2 separate regions of the Mus musculus genome follow, and region 2 is linked to region 1. Evidence: chromatin contacts called from public promoter capture Hi-C data. All regions are on one chromosome and are shown on one strand. Each heading gives the region's core, a stretch centred on a gene start, on an enhancer-like site or on the middle of the called end of the contact. The rest is flanking DNA. Distances are from core to core; before and after follow the strand shown.

Evidence for each region. Promoter capture Hi-C pulls out the DNA fragments that hold promoters and counts their contacts.
Region 2: a contact with region 1 is called in a promoter capture Hi-C map of pre-B cells. The contact joins the promoter of Sh3bgrl2 here to the promoter of Myo6 in region 1. A contact is called at or near these places in 2 of 39 promoter capture datasets (cranial neural crest and pre-B cells).

The regions. Positions count from the first base shown.
Region 1 is chr9:80,162,292-80,166,925 of GRCm38.p6, reverse strand. Myo6 (myosin VI) reads right to left here and starts at 1,892. Exons shown (of 33, transcript NM_001039546.2): 1 at 1,697-1,892.
Region 2 is chr9:83,546,337-83,550,970 of GRCm38.p6, reverse strand. Sh3bgrl2 (SH3 domain binding glutamic acid-rich protein like 2) reads right to left here and starts at 2,633. Exons shown (of 4, transcript NM_172507.5): 1 at 2,468-2,633. The coding sequence starts at 2,512.

The DNA of each region.
Region 1 (4,634 bases), core at 643-3,142:
TCACACACACACACACACACACACACACACACACACACACACACGCGCGCGCACACACACACACAAGGCAAGGTCTTTACCCACTGAGTTACACTCCCAATCCTGTACCCTAAGTGGAGTTTTGAATACCAAGAGAAAGTTAAAAACTAGAGAATGGTTTTTTATGTGGAGTTCTTATGGATTTATTCAGACCTTGCATGGTGGAAATCTTTAAAACCATCTAAAGGCCTTTCAAAACCCAGATACAGTCCAGTTGTCTAAACAATAAGTGATCCACCACAGACGCCAGGCAAAGTCACAACAGGATGAGCGAGGAGCCTTCGGCTTCTCTCCGATTTCCTGGCCACTGTTATTTTAAAATTTGATCGTGTAAACAAGGGAAAATCCCTTTCGGACAAGTCCCATGGACTATAATTTGCATCTTTGTTTTTAATATGTTGTAGCTTCTATGAAAAATCATAGTTGTTCACTTTTTCTTGCTCATGTGTCTAGGTACTAAAGACCATATGTAAAATCTATACTCCACGGCTTTTTAACTGTATAATCGCAATACTCTTTTCTTAAGGGTTGTATTCTGTCCCTGCCTTTTACAAGTAACTTTTGAAAACAAATACAAAACTTGAAAGGAAGAGGGAAAAAAATGGGTAACAGATCACACACACGAAATAAAAACACTACAGGCCGACGAGCATCAGACTAAAATGACTTCTATTTATCACTGTGCCTGTTTACTCCTGTGCAACTGCAAACACAGAAAATGGGCAGACATTTAAAAGTCAATGAGCTGTTCTGAAGAACTACATTGTTTCTGGGCTTCCTCTGTCCCCCTTGTAGCATTTGTGGCCATTTCTAAAATTAATGCTAGAGAGCACTAAGGTAATTTTTTTTTCACTAAACATTTCCCAGTTGGAAAACCACAAGCCAAGATGTCTTGAAGTCGAGTTAATTTGTACAGAAATGCTGCTGTTCCGCAGCCAACCTTTGGACCATGACCACCACCAAGCTCAAGACTCAGATTTTATGGTGTTACAGCCGAGCCTCAAAGGCTGTTAAAAGTCTCAAGCTGACTAACTATATTCGAAAATCCTGCAACTGTAACACGAGAGCAAACTAAAGTTTTATTCAACACATATGAAATCGGAGCAGCGTTTGTGTAGCGCTCCAGCAGTATCTCCACATTGGGATTTAAACAGCTCTGCCCTACATACTTTATGCCGGATAAAATGTATCTTTGTGTAAAAGTTCCTGACATAGATTATCTAAGAATGGCCTTATCAAATTATTTCCTATTTTAAAATACAATCCACAGCTAGCACGTTTTAATTAGTTTAAGACGATTTGGAATTAAATAACAAAGTTATTTTCAGCAACACATCCGTAAAACTCACACTCAAAATACTAGAACGCTTAGGAACTAAAATTCCAGCTTTATAGTATGCTACCATGGTCTTCTTCGACACAGCTAAATTATTAATGGTATCAATTGATCTTTACTCTGACAACAAACTAGACTGTGTAGCTTTTTCACTGTGTTTCGAAAGGAGAAAATAAAACTATCTTGCAGTGTCGGGTGGGACTCGTCAGGTGACAGGAGCCCCGCTGGCCCGGGAAGGGGAAGCCAGAGCTCCAGTCCGCGCCGGGCAGAGCAGAGGCCAAGGCGGTGAGGACAGGCAGGCGGGCAGGCGCCCACACTCACCCGGCGAGGCAGGTGCGCGAGGGGTCGCGGCCGTGGAGAGGCTGCCGGGCTGCGGGCGCGAAGGGCAAGCGCGACACCGCGGCCGAGAGCGAGCACCGGAGACGACAGCACGACGGCGGCCGGGATACGCTTCCTGCTGGGACAGATCCCGGATCGGTCTCCACCCGCCGGCCAGAGAGCCCTGCAGAGTGCCCAGCCTGCGCACGTCACTGCTACGGAGCGCCCAAGGGGGCGGGAGGCGGGGCCGGAGGCGGGATTTTGTGGGACCGGGGCGGGGCGGCTAAAGAAAGGGCGGGTCTTCATTGGCCAGTGGGCGGGAACAGCCTAAGGGGCGGGGTCTTGGGGCAGAAGGGCTGAGAGGGGCGGGGTCCTAGGCAGCAGGACAGGGAGGACTCGCAAAGCGTAGGGTCTTGGGAATGAAGGAGCAGAGGGACGTGGCCTCAAGTCAAGGAACGCCGGGGCGGCTGTGAAGGGGAGGCCTCAAGAGCTAGGGTTGAGAGGGGCGGGACCTCATGAGGCGCCGGGGAAGGGGGTGGTTGAAGGAGTGCTGGGTAGGGGCGTGGCCTAATGGCGTGGGGCAAGAGAAGGGCGGGGCCTCAGGTTCCGACCGCATCCCTGCATCCCTGCAAGCCAAGGGCTGCAGGTAGCCCCTCATGACATTCCCTACCTCGCAGTGGTAGTTGTTTCCACTGCCACAGCGAGGGACCACAGCAAAGAGTCAGTTGAAGAAAAGTTGAGAGTGGGACAGGCGAATTGCGGAGGAACTCGCTTGTGGGGATTAAGGGTGGCACCGCAGCCCATCTAGGCTCGTGCTCCTCACCTGCCTGCGTCAACTTCCTGTTCAGCCCTTGGAGGATTGAACCACGGAAGAAAATTTTTTCTTCTCTGGCTAGCCTCCCATGCAGATATCATATTTACTTCTTACAGCCCCTGTATTTCCACCTCGCCCCCTTTGTTGTTGTTTATCTGGACTCTTGAGAGAGTCTCGGTCTGTAACCAGGCAGTCCTGGAACTCATCATGTAGCCCGCGCAAGCCTAAGAATAGTGACAATCCTTGTGGGCTGGTTTTATAGAACTGAGCCAACTGGCCCGCTTTATCTTTCCGGTTGTTTAATTTTACTGTCCTTATAAGGTCATATGTGGGTCATCTTTTTAAATTAAATATTACATTCCTATGCAAATTTGAGAGCAAACATCTCCTTTACTAGAAAAAAGAGGTTAATATGAAAACAAAATAAGGGGCTGGCAAGATAGTTCAGCCAGTGAGGGTTCTTGCAGCCCATCCTGAAGCCCAGCATGTTTCAAGGAGAGAAACAACTCCTCATATTGTACTCTGACCACTGGGCTCTGTCTAGAAGATTCCCAGAGAAGACAGGTTTCAGGAATTCAAACTGGACCTGGTGCCTCGTGCTTGTAATTCTAGCTACTCGGGAAGCTGCATGTTCAAGACCAGCATGGTCAGTTAGTAATATCCTGTTTCAGAGAGAGATGGGCTATAACTAAGTCCACGGTAGAATACTTGCCTAGCATGTGAGGCCCTGGGTTCAATCCATATCACCACAAAAAAATGGTAAGGGAAGGGTCAGGCATTCAGAGACGACCCAAATGACTTGATGAAAAAGCTACCTTCCACTGAACACATTTCAAATTCGTAAGACAGTAAGTAAAATTAGGGAAACTAAAAAAGAGGAAGGAAAACCAAGAAAGGAAGTAATTTACAGCAACCACAGAAATGTAGCTCCAAGATTGCCAAAAGAAAAATCTCAACTATATCAAAGATTGTAAAATAAACTAAAACCAGGGGCAGACTTATTTCTCAAATTCCAGTACTAAGGTGAGAGAGGGGGATAGAGGGCAAGCAGAACCCTTGGCTCACCATTGGCTCACCCTGGCCAGCCATTCTAGCAGAAAAGGAGAGCTCTGGACTCACTGAGACCCCACTACAAAAAATAAGAGGATGAAAGACTGAAGAAGATGCTTGTGTTGGTTAGGTTTTTTATCTGTTTTGCTTTGTTTTATGTGGGTTTGTTTTGTTTTGTTTGGCAAAACTTCATGCAAGTTAGAGTCGTCTGAAAGGGAACTTTAGTTTTTAAAAATCCCCCATCAAATTACCCTGTAGGCAAGCTTATGGGACATTTTCTTGGTTGATTGATAATTGATGGAATTAATTAATGGAAGGACCCAGTACACTGTGAAAAGTGTCATTCCTGGGCAGGTGGTCCCAGGGAATATAAGAAAGCAAACTGAACAAGCCAGGATGAATAGGCCAGTAAGTAGGAATTCTCCTTTACCTCTGCAACAGTTCCTGCTTTCAGGTTCCTGTTTTGAGTTCCTGTGATGGATTGAGAGTTGAAATAAACCCTAAACTGGCTTTGGGTGGTGTTATATCATAGTAATACAAAGCAGACTAAGACAATGCCTAACATAGGGCTCCTACCCAAATATATTGCAGGTACGCAGAAATAATTGGCTTTTTAAAATGAAGATCATGGTGCTGAAGAGATGGCTCAGCAGTTATGAGTACATAGTAGCTCATAAGAGCTTTTAAATCCAGCTCCAGGGGGAAATCTCATAGGCTTATTCTGGCTTCATCAAGCACTGCATTCCTGTGGTACACAGACATATGTACAAGCACAACGCCCTACACATGAAGTAGGTAGAATAATAATAGTAATGATAATAATTAATAATGATAAATTTCTTTAAAGGAAAAATGAAGATCGCTACATATTTTTAATACATACCTTACTTAAGTTTGAATTTGACATAAAGATAATCTGTTTGTAAGTCAGTAGAAGGTGTTTTATTTACAGTTGCTTTTTGTAACTAATGACATCCATGAGTCTTACCCTTTGTCCCTGCTTTAATCTGTTTCATCTCTTTACTTCTAGCCTCATATCTCTCTGCCCATTTCTTCTTTCTACCTCCGACTGTTACC
Region 2 (4,634 bases), core at 1,384-3,883, 3.4 Mb before region 1:
CCAAGACCTCCCTTGTCAGGCACACATACATAATAAATTCATATATTAAATGACCTTTCTACGGCTCTATTTTTTTTTAGAGGTGAATAAAATGGCCTCCCTATAACAGTAACATGCCCATGGTCTAATGTGCTCTAACTTTTATTTCCTAGTACAAGCAGGCTTCCCCCTGCAGCTGGAGAGGATGAAGAGGCACCCACCCCTTTCATGTTAGTCATTGCTACCACAGAAGCTCCTGAGCCCCAGGGAACCAGAGGAGAGGAGGGTTTTCCCTCAACACTGCATAAATGTCCTGCTGCCTGGATTTCCTTAGCTAGGTCTAATCCTGCCACATTCCTTCATTTTATATGCTTTAGCTAAAACCAAACTGAGGTGGACATTAGTACTGTTTGTGCTATAGACCTGCTGGTCACAGACAGGTACAGGATTAAACTGAGGTAGGCATTAACACTGTTTGTGCTATAGACCTGCTGGTCACAGACAGGTATAGGAAAAAAAAAAAAAAAGTGCCACCAGTCAACCGGACACCAGCAGAAGAAAATCACAGCATTCCTGCAAAACCTTAACACAGCTTAATGTTGTAAGTCCCATGAGCCTCCCCAACCAAGAGCTCACCTTCATTACGGCTAAGAAGTCAATGTTCTGGCAGATAAGCATAAACTTTATATAACTTAAAATGTCAATATTGCTGTAAAGGAAAAAAAATTGTACATGAACTAGGAGATATTACAAAATTTGGGGGGGGGGGGCTCGATGGGTGTTTCTATGACCCGAAAAGAGTATGTTTTCAAACAGCAGAGCAAAGTGAATAATGAGTGTTTACAGACTGTGCTGTGCCTATGAACTGAGCATAAGCTCCCAACCAAATGCAACCACATCAGACCATGGGGATCTGAGACGCGGTTAAAAAACCAAAGTGGAGAGACTGCACTTTGAAGTTCACCAGTCTGCAGTTCAAATGGAATAGACTGGTATGAGCTGTACCCACATTTACTCAACTGACGAAAGCATTTTAAAAGGACAGCACAATTGTGAGGGCCTCAAAAGCCTTCCTGGTACAGGAGAGAGAGAAGGGCAGAGCTCGGGCACCACTGGTCCCCACACTAGGCAGCACACAAGAACTTGTTTCCTCAACTTAGGTCCGTGCACAAAACATTAAAGCCCAGACTCAAGTCACACAGTAGGCAGGCACTAAATACATGTGTGTTTATGGAACTGATAAAATTGGTTACAGGATGCAAGTCTGGATACATGATGGAGAAGACAGGTAATTTACCTGTGACTTTCCCAACACAACTGAAGATCAACATTGGAGCTTGCTGCTTCTGAAATCAGTAAGCTCCTTTTGAAATAATTACCGAAGCTGGTAAGTTCATGGTAAAGACCAAAAGCTCTATAGTAAGGAATTCATTTCAATAAATCTATCTAGGAGATAGTACATTTCATGAGGCTCAGCTTTAACAGGGAAAAATCTTTTAAAGGCACCTATGACTAAGCAATAACAAAAAGGGAGGATTTTTGAGAACCAGGACATGCCTGCACATACAGGTAGGCCAGCATTTTCCCAGCTATTGTGTCCTTGTATCAAAAAAGATTGGGTTAAGAGCTTCAGTAGTTTACGGGGATTTTCCAAGTAGTATTTTATTCCGCCTTCTACCCCACCCACTTAAATTCTAAGACAGTCTGCCTACTGAGCAGGCAACCAGCCAGCCTAAACTTTAAACCAATCATTCTTGTACTTTTTTCTATATCTGATTAAGTAACTGACAAAGTAGATTTTTGGAGATGTAGTTTAACTCTTGGCTAAGGAAATCAAGTCTTAGCAATCACATGAAACATAACTGACACACTACAGGCGCATTACATGTGTCTTAGTATACATGTGCACTATTTCTAGTTATTTAACTTCTTCTAAAGAACAATATTCCTAAAAGAAGTCAACACTCGACAAACAGAGTAGCTAAAAATAGAAAACACAATTTATTCTTAAAATGAAATTTACCACAGCACTGGAGGAACAAGGGAAGGACCATATGTAAAAGTATTTGTAACACCCTAGGCTAAAAAACAACAAAGAAAATAAATTAACTGCGACCTAACAGGACAAGTGTGGTTTGCTCAGGTGTAAAACTAAAAAGGACTTGCTGGGGACGAGAGGATGTAGAGCAATTTTTTAAAATGGGTTTCCTCCAGACGCCAGGTCAGCAAATCAAAGTAGTCTAAACTGCCATAGGAAACATAAGCCGACGGGGTGTCCCAAGTCCGGAACCTCTAAACTCAGCAAAGGGCCCCTGGAGCCGACAGCTGCGGCAGGGGACTGGCTCCCTTGGGTCCCCTCGCCAGTTGCCAGTGCGGGGTGTGTGACCCCTGCGTGTCCACCGGGTCCGAGCCCGGCGGTCACCTGCCCGCGCGTCTCCTACGGGCGCACGCGCTGCGCGTCTCCCGCGATCCCGCCCGCTCGGCTCACCGCCACGAAGCCTGAGCATGAGGCGACGAAGACGCGGACCACCATCCTCTCGCTGCGTCAGGGATCGCCGCTGACTCGGTCACAGAAGTTTAACGCGACTGAGGTAGCTGCCGACTCCCGTGCGACCGTCGGAGAAGACCGCAGCGACGCGTCTGGCTCCCGCCGCTCCGCGGATGAAAGCCCAGCGCCTCCGCCGCGGGCTGAGCGAGAGGCGGGTGGGGCCAGGCGGCCGCGGGGGCTGACGGGAGTTGTAGTTTCCTTGGCGCCCAGAGTGACCAGGCACTGCGCTCCTTCTGTCCGGCGCCTGCTTCACGGGAATTAATCGTACACGCAGGTGGTTTAGGAAGGACCCGGAAGCGGGACAAGCTAATTGGCGGGAAGCCAGTTTACAAGAACACAGCAAACAAGACAAAGGGTTGGGTGGAGGATAGTCCAAGCTTGGGTTTTGTTTGCGGTGGAGACGGGTGGAGCATCCTCTATCAGAAACAGCCATGGAGCTGAGGCGACCCACTGTTTTAGAGACACGCAAAGGCTCGCCCCAGAGACCTTGGCAGTTCACGGGCTTGGACAGGCATGGCAGTGGGTTGAGCTTTTGGTGTTTTGTTTCTCCTGCAACCCTGAAAAACTGTTGAAGAGGAGTGTTGTTATTTTTCCTGGAGGCGGTTTTATTATGTAGCCCAGGCTGGCCTGGAACTCAACTTCACCCTCCCTAGCAGGTATTACAAGCATACATCACCACGCCTAGTTTGCAAAGGGAATCTCTTTGGTAAATGAAACAGGCTTTCACTTTATTCTAAAGACACTGAAAACTGGAAAGCCAAATGAGAACAAGACCGATATTTTATTTTTCTTTGCAAAACTGTAATTGTAGTAGAAAAGAATAAGTACTGATAGAAATGAAAATCCCCCTATCAACATTGGGAATCAGAACCCTCCCTCCCCACCCCCTACCCCGCACAATGCCTTTGCCTCTGTGCACCTACTGATATTTACAGTTGAGCCAAATCTGTGTCTTTTTCGAAATCGCTGTGCATTCCAACGCGGTATCCCAGGAGGATACCATTAAAGAGAAAGCTTTCATGAAGTGGCTAATAGGTTCCGAGTAGTGCTTTAGCAGGTTGTATTGGCTTGGCTAAGGCTCAAGCCACTCCTAGTTTTGTGGAAGTGAACCAGTTTCCCTCACACTACTGTATTTACTTTCTTCATTTCACCAAGGGACTTTAGCAGCGTTCAGGGAATGCTGCTAATTAATTCTAGAGAGAAGAAAATTGTGTGATGAAGTCTCCCACGTTTGCAAGTTTCTGGCACAAATGGTTGCTTGAAGGACTTTGGTTTTTAGACTTACTAATATTTCAAGTTGCCAACCTTTCCTGTGGCTTATGTCTTAAATAGTTTTATTTGTATGTATGCATGTATGTATGTATGTATATTTTTGTTTGTGTAGATCCATTTAGCACAGCATACTTGTGGAGGTCATGGGACAACTTTCTCCTTCTACCGTGTGGGTCAGGATTAGCAGCAAGTGTCTTTACCCACTGAGCCATCTCAGTGGCCCCTTCATTGCTTATCTTAATCCACTTTTGTCATAGGCCTCTTTAAACTTAGTAGAGTAAGAATATATAATCCTGGTGGGTCTTTATTTCTTTTTAATGTTAAAAACTTAAATATAAGTTCTGCTGTAGCTATAACACTCTGCAATTGTTCTTTAGCTTTTGCTATCACAAACATGGAAATGAAGGCATATAAAATGTGAAATAATTTTCACAGAAGTAGATACATTATTTCCTGTATAAATATGGGTCTTTACAAAAGGAACCATTCCCTCCCCCCCAAAGTATAGAATTAATGTAGCAATGGAGATAAACAGCTTAACAGTAGAACTCAGAAGCGCTCTGAGGAAAATGGATAAAAGAAATTGACTAAGTCATTTCCTCAGTCAGCAAATTGGAATTGCAACTGGGGAAGTCAGGCAGCACGGAGCTGTGACATAGAACACACGGCTCTGAGGAACTGTGTTAGTCATCTTCCTGTTGTTGTGACGAATCACCTGGTGACCAAGCCAGCTCAATCAGTCAACAGGGTCTCAAGCGAGGGAATGAGGATTTAAAAAGAAGAAAAACAGTTAGACAAAATTATAACCTGACTCCTGCCTGTACGGAGGCTGAAG